Linked DNA regions of Mus musculus: region 1 is linked to region 2. The links are chromatin contacts, called in public Hi-C maps. All regions are on one chromosome and are shown on one strand. Each heading gives the region's core, a stretch centred on a gene start, on an enhancer-like site or on the middle of the called end of the contact. The rest is flanking DNA. Distances are from core to core; before and after follow the strand shown.

The links. A called contact is a pair of places that touch in the nucleus more often than the background predicts.
Region 1: a contact with region 2 is called in a Hi-C map of nephron progenitors, with 1.8 times the contacts expected there. The contact joins two enhancer-like sites. A contact is called at or near these places in 1 of 39 promoter capture datasets (embryonic stem cells), 8 of 484 Hi-C or Micro-C datasets (CD4 single positive thymocytes, DN3 thymocytes, the G1E-ER4 cell line and 4 more), 3 of 115 datasets of contacts at active chromatin or transcription factors (double positive thymocytes, embryonic hindbrain and embryonic stem cells) and 3 of 9 other capture datasets (adipose tissue, embryonic stem cells and pancreatic islet).

What each region holds. Positions count from the first base shown.
Region 1 is chr11:96,489,146-96,494,822 of GRCm38.p6, forward strand. It overlaps Skap1 (src family associated phosphoprotein 1), which reads left to right. Exons shown (of 12, transcript NM_001177899.1): 2 at 678-783. It overlaps Gm38960 (a long non-coding RNA gene), which reads right to left. Exons shown (of 3, transcript XR_880182.3): 3 at 3,222-4,151. Among named protein-coding and RNA genes, the nearest start is that of Skap1, 27 kb to the left of the region's middle. Within about 2 kb of position 4,091, at least 4 of the 459 cell types and tissues checked have an H3K27ac peak or open chromatin away from gene starts, as enhancers often do. A contact at or near this core is called in nephron progenitors, where this site is marked.
Region 2 is chr11:96,409,971-96,416,272 of GRCm38.p6, forward strand. No RefSeq gene overlaps it. Among named protein-coding and RNA genes, the nearest start is that of Hoxb1, 47 kb to the left of the region's middle. Within about 2 kb of position 3,906, at least 81 of the 459 cell types and tissues checked have an H3K27ac peak or open chromatin away from gene starts, as enhancers often do. A contact at or near this core is called in nephron progenitors, where this site is marked.

The sequences.
Region 1 (5,677 bases), core at 2,841-5,340, 79 kb after region 2:
GCTTCCTTCACCATAACGAGATTTGTTCCAGAGTCTGTGTTTCCATCACGCTCTGGTTTTATAAAACACATTCACATTAATTGCAGTTTCTCCCTCTCCCAGGCATTTTTCTTCTCCACGAGGGCCCCCGTACTTGGCTGCCTTGCCATTCTCATTGCTGATGTGTCTGCTAATTAATGTCCCTCCCCCAAACGCCTGCCCCTTTTCCTTCGTGATTTTGCGGTTGGGCTCCATTTTTTATTCCAGCAGCAATTACCAGGACTTCTCTTCTACTCTTATTGGTCTGTGACCTTCTGTGACTTATTTATAACATTTACATGTTTGTGAAATTGACAATCTGTCCTATGCCCTCCGTGACCATCAAGAATGTAAGCATGGCTTTAAAAAAATGGTTTCGGAAACAGTTGTCTCTCGTGGATAACGTATGCACCAGCTTTCTAAAATTCACAGCAAGGCCTCGGATTGTTAGGACTTGTCATTTATAGAGACGCATAAAATCTTGGTTATTCTCTATTCTGGCGAGCTACACCTAATAGATGGTTATTAAGTATATGATTCTCTTAGTTCATTACTGTTCACTTGTTCAGCCACAGACATTTACCAGAGAAACAACATTCATTTCCTAATCTTTCAGATTTCCTTTCCTCCTCTGTTGATCACCTTTTCTTTTCCTTTAGATACCGAAGACTTCCTGGCAGAAGGCTTGCAGAATGAGAACCTCAGCCCTGGGGCACAGGATCAGAGAGCCCACATTCTTCGGGGTTTCCAGCAAATCAAATCCAGGTTTGTATCAGCCAGCTTCATTGTGCTTTTTTAGTTAAAAAAAAAATCTCCTTTACCAGAGTATACGTTCACAAGAGCAGTAAGAACCTGCCATGAGTTTTCATACTTGGCAGAAATTTATGGATTGATTTGGAGGTAGGTAAGGATACTGGGATGTACCGACATGAACACGTTTTAGTAATTATCTTAAAATAACCAGGCCAATATTGGTTTTGGATTTTAACCTTTATTGAACACGTTTGTGATTAACAGAGGCAGAACCATAATGGTGAAACTGAGGCATTTATGCTTGTTCAGGTAGCCCGTGGGGAGAAGGGACACTTTCATGGTGTTGGCGCTGACTTTGCTTTCATAGTCCCTTCTTCAATAGAAAAGTTAAAATCAGGCCTGGCTAGTCGACTCCTTGACAGTACCAGTATGTATTAGCCCCAGACTGGGTAGGAACATTGTGCTCAGTTTTTTTAAATAAGGAGCTTAGACCTCATTTGCACATTTTAGAATCTGAGCAGCTAATAGCTGCTGGGAACACACACTTCCTTAAGGGAAGAAGAAATCCACATTTCCTTTACAATCCATTTTCCACCTGACTGTTTATAAAGGTGGCAACTGAGTGGGAGTGTCTGGACACAATCGAGTGATCATCTGTCCTTTGCTTCCCCCGGTGGATGCTGTACTGATTCAGAAGGCTTGATCAAAGCCCTCTTAGAGAGCATCTCCAGGCTTAGGGCTGGATCTAATCTGCATAGACAATCGTTCTTAGCTTCTACTTCCAAAACTGGTAGAAACTTCTTAGACACGGTGAATTCTATCCTTTGGAAGGGCACAGCCAGAGCCTACTCCCTGTAGGAATGTGAGAGACCCTCACGAGGTGCCCTGCTGGATCTTAATCGACCTTTCCTGCTGGCTAATTAAACATCACTTTTGCTCAGCAACTGGGGACTGTGTAATTATCAGCCTGGGCTGCCCTGAATAATTGAAACAAGCAGAATGCTGAAGATGGGTTCTCTCTCTCTCTCTCTCTCTCTCTCTCTCTCTCTCTTTCTCGGGAATATCTAATTTTTGGTAGGCTGTGAAGTGTTGAAATCAAACTCTTGAATAGCACTACCCCATTAATAGATAAGTTTAGACTTAGTTATGCACCTGGAGGCTCAGCTAATGAATGATCCATAGATTTTTCTTTATTTTCACGAGTTAGCTTTTGTATTATCGTAAGGATCGTATAAAAGTGGAATTTTAAAATTCTATTACAGAGAAAGAGGGAAGCCCTGAATATAGTTGTTGTTGTAAAATATGTGATATGGGAAGCAAATACAATTTTGTTGGTCTGTATAGACAAATACACATATATTTTCATATTTATGTCACAGCATCACGAAAGATCTAAGTTCTAACATTAAGTGGGCAGATTACTTCCTTTTAAAAAAACATTTTCTGCATATGTGTATTTTGCCTGCATGTATGTTTGTATACCACATACTTGCCTGGTGCTTATAGCAGTCAGAAAAAGACATTGGGTCCCCTGGAACTGGAGTTATAGACAGACATGAGCTGTTATGTGAATGCTGGGAGCCAAACCAGGGTCTTCTGGAAGGAAGTGTAGAAGCCATCTCTCCTGGCCCCTCACAGATCTCCTCAATCTTCTTTTGAAACACATACACACACACACACACACACACACACACACACACGCATGCACACACACACACACACACACACACACACACGCATGCACACACACACACACACACACACACACACACACACACACACACACACACACACAGTCCCATTCTTCATGGAATAAACAAGGCTTCCAAAGAACATTTGTGTGGTTTGTGGGTTGGACATTTGAAAATAACCGATGGGCACTTTAGGGAGCATCACTGATGAGGGCTTTCTGTTCATCGATTTGTTGCTAGAAAGATGATGCTTTATTCGGGGTTTCATAATTATCCGATGGCTGAGGAAGTGAGGACCCGGAGGTTAGATACCACACAAGAAGATGGAGAAAGGAGGCTTTCTTCTAACCAGATCTGGGGGTCGCCTTCCACCCACCTCTTCAATCACAGTGTTGCTAACAGAATCCTTGTTTTCCCGAATCTTCCTCAGCCATGCCACCTCTATGGTTCCATTTGTGTCTGGCCAGTATTAGGCACCTCTATCTGTTGATACCAAGTGGTTTCAAGACACTGAAAATTTGCCAAAGTGGCAGCATTTACTCACGTGGCATGACCGTTGTATCTACCCCCCAAAAAAGCAATACGTGAAGAAAAATTCAAAAATCACCAAATCCGAGAGTGCGTTATACATGAGGAATTCTGGAGCAATGGAAGAATTATTGGAGGCCATTTCAAATGTTCCACCTTTGGCCATAGTAAAGCAATAATGATTTCTGGATTTGGTAAACTGGGGTGTGCCTGTGCCATATATATGTACACACACACACACACACACACACACACACACACACACACACATTCACTCATATTTCTACTCTGTGGTTTGTTTCATGGCTTACGTTCTCTTGATTCTTTCTTTACATTGCACTGCTGAGGAACAAAAAGGGTGAAGGGAATTAAAAATGGCCCTGCCTGAGCCTTGGTAAACCCTAGGGCCTTGGGTCCTAGGCTTTCATGGCTGCCTCAGACTCAGTGGTATATGCCATGGTTGCGGAATTGTTTGAATTGGCGTGTCTGACTCTGTCACTGCTGGTGGGATGTAGCATTTGCCACCTTCCTGTTGTCCAGGATGACTGATCACAGAACGTGATGGTTGTGTTGACTCTTCAGTGTCCCTGACCTGCTCATCAGTGTGCCACCATCAGTATTATCACTCTAGGTTCTCTGTGTCCCTGCCATACTCATAAATATACAGCATCAATATTATAGCTCTAGGCTCCCTTCTCAGACTTACAAACAATGCTGGAATAAGATTTCTGTATCCACAGCTGCATTATTGTACTTGAAAATGTACCAAGGAGGGATTACATTCTTCACATAGGACAAAAGAAATATGGATGGCAGTTTCTATGATTCCTGGGAAATGAAGTTCTGTTGTGGTGTTTGATGTCCCGAGCTGTGCCTTTTGTGGCTGTTTGTGAAACCTCCTCCTCTCCTCAAGACGGACAGCTTCACATTCCGAGTCCAGGTTCTCACTGAGCCCCAGCAGTATGCTTTGGACAAAAGACGGCCAAGACTCTTCCTTATGGTGGTGGTCACTGCAGGATTAGCTCCAGATGTGAGACCCGGGGATGAAACAGATATGAACCATGTTCAGAAACTTGATGACGTACCTACGCATTTGGAGAAACAGTGGGGGCATTTCTTCTGTGTTTGATCCAGCGGAGACCATCTGCCAGCAATCATACACTGAGAGTGAAGGCAGGGATAAAAAACAGAAGATTTTTATCATTGGGATAGAGATAAATCCTCTCTTGATGGCCCCTTTTTGGGGCTCCTCACTTACACGCTCACTGTTGGAAGTGAAAGCCAGAGCCAATGGACACAAACACGGTGTATTATTTCCTTCTGTGAAACTTAATAATACCAAAGGAGTTCCAACAGGAGACAAGCAGATTTATAAGATGCTTAAATGGAAGAAACAATAAAGGAATAACTTTGTGTAACAGGTTTATGGCCTAAACTCTGCAAAACCCAGGACATTTAAAATACAGACAGCAAACATATCTGTTAGCAGGTTTCATTGTGGGTGGCTGGTCCTTAAGTCTGCATGAAACAGGACACAGTATTCTCAACAATCTTATATAAAGAATTTTGATTTTCTTCAGGAATTTTAGTGTTTTTTTTCTTAACATGAATTTTAGGTTGAAAACCAGATTTAATCTGACAATATCTATGATTCTGACATCTTGGTGTCATAAAAAGAAACACACGTTAGTCTGGTACAACTCTTGAGAGTGAGCACAGGTTTTTTTTTTAAGTAGTATGCTGCAAATGTCATTACCATTAATTGCATAGTTCTAATATGCTTAAGTACTTGTTGCTGAGCTTATAAACTCCCCAAACAAAACACATTTAAATGAAGGGCTTTTGTTTATAATCAAGAAAACTAATGTTTAATGTGTTATTTGGGCAATTATGTATTCACAAGTTTAAAGATTTGCTTTCATCTTTCTTTCCTTTAATCCTGGGGTGTGTGTGTGTTCGTGTGTGTGTGTGTGTGTGTGTATGTGTGTGTGTGTGTGTCTGTGTCTGTGTCTGTGTTTTACCTGTGTGCATATCTATGTATCACTGTGCACAGAGGTCAGAAGACAGCATCAGATCTCCTGGAACTGGAGTTACAGAGGGTTGTGAGCTGTCACGTGGGTGCTGGGAATTGAACCTGGATCCTCTGGAAGAGCAGCCAGTGCTCTTAACCACTGAGTCCTTTCTTTAGCCTGGAATTCTGCTATTTAGCACAGAGTTTGAATGCCAATGAAGAAAAAAATGAGCACCAGATGGTCTGTTTAACTAACTCTAAAAGGCTCAAACTCTCCCTCCCTCCTTCCTTCCCTCCCTCTCCCTCTCAGAAAAACAGAAACAAAAACAAAAGCATAAACAAAAACAATGGGAAAAAACCCCAACCAACGCAAACACACCCACCTCTAGATACAAAAGAGAAGCTCTTCTGTTTTCATTCCCACCCTTTTATTAAGAAGGGAAGGAGGGAAGGAGGGAGGGAGAGGGAGGGAGGGAGGGGGAGGGAGGGGGAAGAAGGGGGAGGGAGGGAGGGAGAAGCAACCTGGGGAGCTGGCTCAGTGGATAAAGGGTTTTGCCCCAAGCTGGCAACCTCAGTTCAGTCCCTGGGAACCCACATAGTGGAAGGAGAGGGCTGATTCTCAAATGTTGTCCCAAGGCCTGTATGTGGCACATGACAAACACTCACACAAAGTAAA
Region 2 (6,302 bases), core at 2,656-5,155:
TATAGGGAGTAGGGAAGGGTAGGAGGATAAAATGTCTGGCTAGCTTGGCATAGTCACAGGGGAAAAAAAAAGGTCCTGTCTCAAGCAAGGAAGGTGAGGACTCACTAGTGCTTGAGATTCTCTGGCTTCCACTAGAAGAGGTGAAGGAAGACGGGGAGGAGGAGGAAGAGAAGAGAGGCCTACAGGTCAATAAGAAGATTTTTAAAATAGATGTTTTAATAGAAAGGGAAGGGGCTGGAGAGATGGCACAGCGGTTAAGAGCACTAGTGGCTCTTCCACAGGATCTGGGTTCAATTCCCAGCACCCACAGGGCAGATTACAACCATCTGTAACTGTAGTTCCCGGGGAACCAACACCTTCACACAACACCCCCCATGAAGGCAAAACACCAATAAATAAATTATTTAAACACCAAAGAAAGGAGAGGGAAACTCTCTCGCTGTTCTATTTCGGTGGTTCTGTGGGTCTTTCTGTCTTTCCTGTTTTTCTCTCTCCAGTTTTCTCCCAGTCTTGACTCTTCTTTGTCTTCCTGCTTCATAGAAGTTCAGTCGGCAGGTTTACCCCCAGGATGCCTTGCTTTGTGCTGTTTTGTTTTCTGCCAGTCTTTTCCTGATGGCCTCGGGGTCTCCCTGGCTCCCACTTCCTCAGTGGACCGTGTGTCGGGCTTGATAGCTTATCAGTGCACAACAAGGAGAAATCCAGATAGGGGGCTCGGAAGCCAGCAACCTCAGAGCATCTTGGGAAATAGCCTGTCCCAAAGAAGAGCCTCTTCCCATGTCACCCTCCAGGAAACAGTCACCCATAGACACTTCTGGCCTCTTTCTGCTCTATCTGATCCTACAGTAAGAGAGGACGCTGGGTTAGACCATGTGATCCTGCCTTTTCGTATGCTCAGTGCCAAGAGGGTTCAAGTCCTGGCTTCATCTTTATTATGCTGTGCAACATTAGAGAAGTCGCTTGGTCTCTGGGATTCTCTTCCTTAGCCAGGTAGGATCCATTCAGAGTGAACCGTTTATGTACTTGACCCCAAGTTCAGAGAACTAGCGGATCCTGTCTGAATGGTGGGAACTAATTGCTCTTTCCAGTAACTTCTCACGAGGCATGACCTCATACTTCCTTTTTTTAAAAAAAAGTTACCCCAAGGATCTAACAGGAAGATTTTCTTCAAGGCAGGAATTCACTCACATGGAACCTTCCCTGTTTCCATCCAGAGAGACCCAGGGGGTGCGAATTTGTTACTCATCAACTCTGCACCGATGAACATTCACCTGCTCTACTAGCAAAATCTCTTCTATTCCCACAAGGCACTAAAAGCGGGGACCTTCCTTCTCAAGCTTCAGCCTCAGCCAGTGATTCACAGCTTCCTTTGCCGCCTACCCACCCTAAGAGCAGGGGATGTTTGGTGCTGTCTGGAGACATTTCAATGGTCACAATGGAATGCCAGAGGTAACCAGTGGGTGGAAGCCAGGCATGTTGCTGAAACCCTCTATAGACTCCTTAGGATACACTGAATGGCCTTGGTATCAAAGACTTATCTGGCAGGGAACATTAGTAATGCCATCTTTGAGAAACTGCGATCTAAAAGCTGTCATCAAAAAAGGACCTTAATAATGTTTTGAGGGCTCATAGAAAATGAGGGCACATGGGCTTGCTCTTGCCTTGAAATTTCCCAAACGTTAGGAGAGATCTTAGCAAATACAAGAGACAGGCCTTAACCCCTATACCGAGGACTTTAGGTGCAAAGAGAGTCATACAGAAATGATACGTTAGGTAGGGGGCGTGCCCTGTAATCTCAGCATCTGGGTTTAAGGCCATCCTCAGCTACACAATGAACCCGAGACCAACCTGGGCTACACAAGGCCCTATCTCAAAATAAACACTAGGCTTGGTGGTGCACACCTTTAATTGCAGCATTCAGGAGGCAGATCTCTGAGCTTGAGTCCAGTCTGGTCTACAAAGCAAGTTGCAGGATAGCTGGGGCTACACGGAGAAACCCTGTCTCAAAACAAACAAACAAACAAACAAAATAGGCAAACAGGTAAATACTACATTAAACCAATGTTTAGACATTCAGTGTGCATTTTAAATTAATTTAAAGATTTATGCATATGGATGTTTTGCCTGCATATCTGTTTACCACTTGGGTGTAGTCCCCACAGATGCCAGAAGAGGGCGCTGGATCACCTGGAACAGGAGTTGTGAGCCACAGCATGGGTGCCGAGAATGAAACGTTGGTCCTTTGGAAGGACAGTCAGTGTTCTTAACCACTGAGCCATCATCTCTCAAGTCTCCAGAGGAGGAAATTTTGAGACATGTTGCAACATGAATCAAACTCAAGGACAGTCTATTAAATGAAGTGAACTATTTATGAAAAGATGAGTACCAGGTGGATCCACTAATATGGGTAGTAAAATTCCTTGAGACACAAAATACAACACTGGTTTCCAGGCGGCAGCATGAGGTGAGCTATGGGAGGTGTTGTTTAATGGCTACTTAGTTTCAAATAACATTAATGCATCCTTCAAGATGGCGAGGGGATGGGAAAAATGGCTCAGGGGGTCGAGGCACCTGCTGCCACACTGGACGACCAGAGTTAGAGTTCCAGGATCCACACAGCGCTGGAAGAGAGCAAGCTGCCTTCTGATGTCCGCATGTGTGCGGTGGCACACGTGTCCCCTCCATAATAAATAAATACATGTAGTAAGAGTTTAAGTGGTTAAGAGAGTGAGTTTTATGTTACTTAGATTGTACTAAACTAGAGCTCACTTTTTTTATGTGTCTGCGCGTGCACTTGAGTGGGTGCATATACTCCATGTGTGCATAGGAGCACATGGAGGCCAGAAGAAGATATCAGATGATCTCCGGAGACTGGAGCTGCAAGTGATTATGAGTTAGCACATAGGTCCTGGGAACTGAACTCAGGTCCTTTGCAGGAGCAATAAGGGCTTTTTACCACTCCAGCTCCACTAATCCAAAACATAATTGTTTACTCCGCCTCAAGTGGATGAAGTCTCTCCATGCTGTCTTCTCTCCCCCACTGCCCGTTCTGCCCATTCCGGCCACTCTGCCACAGCTCCCGCAGATGTTTTGAAGTCAGGAAGATCCTTGGTAAATTTGCCAGCCAGGCAAAGCTTGTAGTCCAGGGCTTGAACTTTCCTTTTCTGTAGCTGGCCCAGGAGCCAGTCAGAAGATCAAAGTCTCAGTTTCTGCTGTTAACTTGGTGAAAGATACTCTCCCTCCTCTGGGCTATGCTTTCCTCATCTGCAAACGCCAACAGGTTTGTTCTACATGGCTTCTAAGACTTCTTCTTCTGTGCTGACTCTGCAGAATTGTGCACCCGATAGCGTCTTAGTTCCTCTGCCTTCTTTTGGCCCTCTAGCTTTCCCACGCGGTTTAGTAAAACTGACACACACAGGCATTCATTTGCTTTTCCACTTGGACCAAAATGGAAGGTAACAAGTCTTTAATTGAAGAATGTCTTTCATTTTAGTGAGCAGAGAAGCTAGTTAAAGGGGCACAGTGGGTTTTGGGGGAGGGAGAGGCTGTCTGCCCCCAGCTTCTGATGCAAGTCTTGCTCCCTCCCACTCTTCATGGGTGGCTCAGGCGTGAACCCACCACTCAGGCAGTCTCCTCTCTTTTCAGGGACTCTGCACAGTTGGTCAGTAGAAATGCTAGCCACTTGGCTGGCCTTCGAGAAATGAGTTACAGCCTGGATCTGAATGAGGTCATCGGGATTCCTGGTTTGAGCTGGAGTCTGGAATCTGGCCGGAAGGCTCCCGGGGCAGCTGTTTGTGGTTTTGGCATTTTCCCTCTTGAAGAAAGTCTGGGCAGATGATCACCCCTTTGGTGCCACGTGTTTCCTTGTGAGGGAGAGGCAGGACGCAGCTCGGCTTGAGTGGAGTGGGTGGGGACTTGGCAGGGAGAGCTGGGGTGATGTGTTTCAGGAGATGGAAGATGCCAGTCTGTCTCAGATCATTTCCTCCACCCCGCCTTTTGTCTTTGAGAAAGCCCCGTCTCTTCACTAATATTTATTCTTGGGTTGTTAAATTTTTGTTTTGGAGATTATGCAAAACTGCTGTTTTGCGACTGAGGGAATATTTTACTGTGAAGGAGCTTTTTGTGGACTCTGCACAACTGGGATCCTCAACACTGACATCACCCTTGAAGCAGCTGGGGCTTGGGGTTCAGTTGACTGGGGCTGATGCACAGCCGTGGGAGACTCCCAGCTCCCTCCACTCCAGGCAAGGCAGCTCTGGAATCTGGGACAGGACAGGACAGGGTAGGGCAAGGGCCACCTAAGGGAACATAAGGGAATGTCACAGGACAATATAGGCATCTCTGCCTGGGGGACTCAGAGAGCCTTGCCAGCCAGAAAAGCATTGAACCAGGGGCACCAAGAGTTGGGAGTCAGAGACTGCTTGCATTTTCCAGGGGCGTATGTGTCTAATAGGAGAAAACAGGGGTTCCTCTGTGCCAGAGAATAAGCTCAAGGCAAGGAAGAGGAAGAGCCCAGGGGAAGATCCAGGATGCTTCAGATATATAGAAGGAGTAAAGAATTAGAAAAAGATACATAAAACAGGGTTTTGGTAGCAGAAAACAGTAACTCTGGAGTGTCAAAGGTGAGGGGGATATTGAGACCTGGCCCAGCCATCCCAACTTCTGGCTGTAAAAGTCAAGAACTTTAACTTCGTAAAGTCTGCATCAGAAGTGAAATTCAAGTCTTATTTTTATTTCTATATGCGGATGAGTGTTTTGCCTGCATGTGTGTATGCGTATCACATATATGCTTGCTGCCTGCAGATGCAAGTCTTTGGATCTCCTGGAACTAGAGTTATGGTTGATTGTTAGCCACAATGTGAGTGCTGGGAACCAAACCAGGATTTTAGGCAACAGCCACACATGTTCTCCTGTGCCACTATTGAACCGCTTCTCCAAAGACTTAGTTTGTTTGATTTATGTGTCTGTGTGTCTATGTATTCTGTGTGGATATCCACGGAAGCCAGAAGAGGAGGTTGGACTCTCTGGAGGTGGCGTTCAAGGCAGCCGTGAACCACTCAAGGTGGGTGTTGGGAACCAAATTGTACTTCTCTGAAAGAACAACAAGTGCTCTTCCCTATAAGCCAACCCTATAACTCTTCCCGACCTTTGCCTAGGGCTCCGTATTTGACCACCGGGTTCATTTTGTGTAACATCCTCGGACTCGATGATTGCTGACTCTCTGACTTCCTAAGCAGCCCTTACCATGCATTCCTTTATAGACTGGGCTACCGGTCATCCCTTTTGCTCACCGTCCACACTGCCTTGCTTTTCTTTACCTTCCTTTCCCTCTCCCTCCATTCACCCCCCCTTTCCTTCCTCTTCTCTCCCTGCCTCCACCCCCCTTTTTTTCTAGTGTTAAAGGTTGAACTGAGCCCTGGGCATGGTAGGTGATCTTTAACGACTGAGTCACACCTCCAGACCCTTCAGTGCCAAAGCCTCTGTAAAAGCTCAGGAGGTTGTATATATAAGACTCTAGTTTCCATCCAAATAGTGTCCCAAGATAGAAGGTGAAATGTAAGGAAAGATGGAGGAGGCTAGACCCTTTCTCAACTCACCCATTTTCAGCTCCTCATCCTCCAAGTCTTTGTTTGCTTGTTTTGTTTTTATTCTTGGTTTTTCCAAACAGGAAAAACTGTCCTGAAATCCTCTTTGTAGACCATGCTGGTCTCGAACTCGGAGACCCACCTGCTTCTGACTTCTGAATGCTGGGATTAAAGGCGTGTGCGACCACTCCCCAGCTTCATCCTCCAAGATTTAATCTTTCAGTTTTATCTCCATACCTGTTTTTACCCATCATCCTCCACCTTCCACTCCCACACCATTCACAGCTTGGAGTTTTAAGCATTTTCTGGGGTTGGAGGGACTGCTCAGAGGTTAAGAGCATTGGCTGCTCTTCCAGGGAACATGGGTTTGGTTCCCAGCACCCACATGATGGCTCATAGCCATCTGTAACTCCAGTTCCAGGGATCAAGTGCCCTCTTCTGGCCTCTGTGGTATCAGGCATGAACTTGATTTGCGCGCGCGCGCGGGCGCGCACACACACACACACACACACACACACACGCACATAGGCAAACGCCCAGACACATAAAATAATAAATAAATAAATCTTCAAAGACCTTGCTACTGAGCACTCGGCATGTGGCTCAACCCTGCTTATTCCACGTTTGTTACTCTGTTTCCTCTTAGCAACTGCACATGCTCCTGGTGCCTTCAACCTGGAAGAAAAGGTGGAGAGTCCTTGGCTATCGGCACTCAGTGGG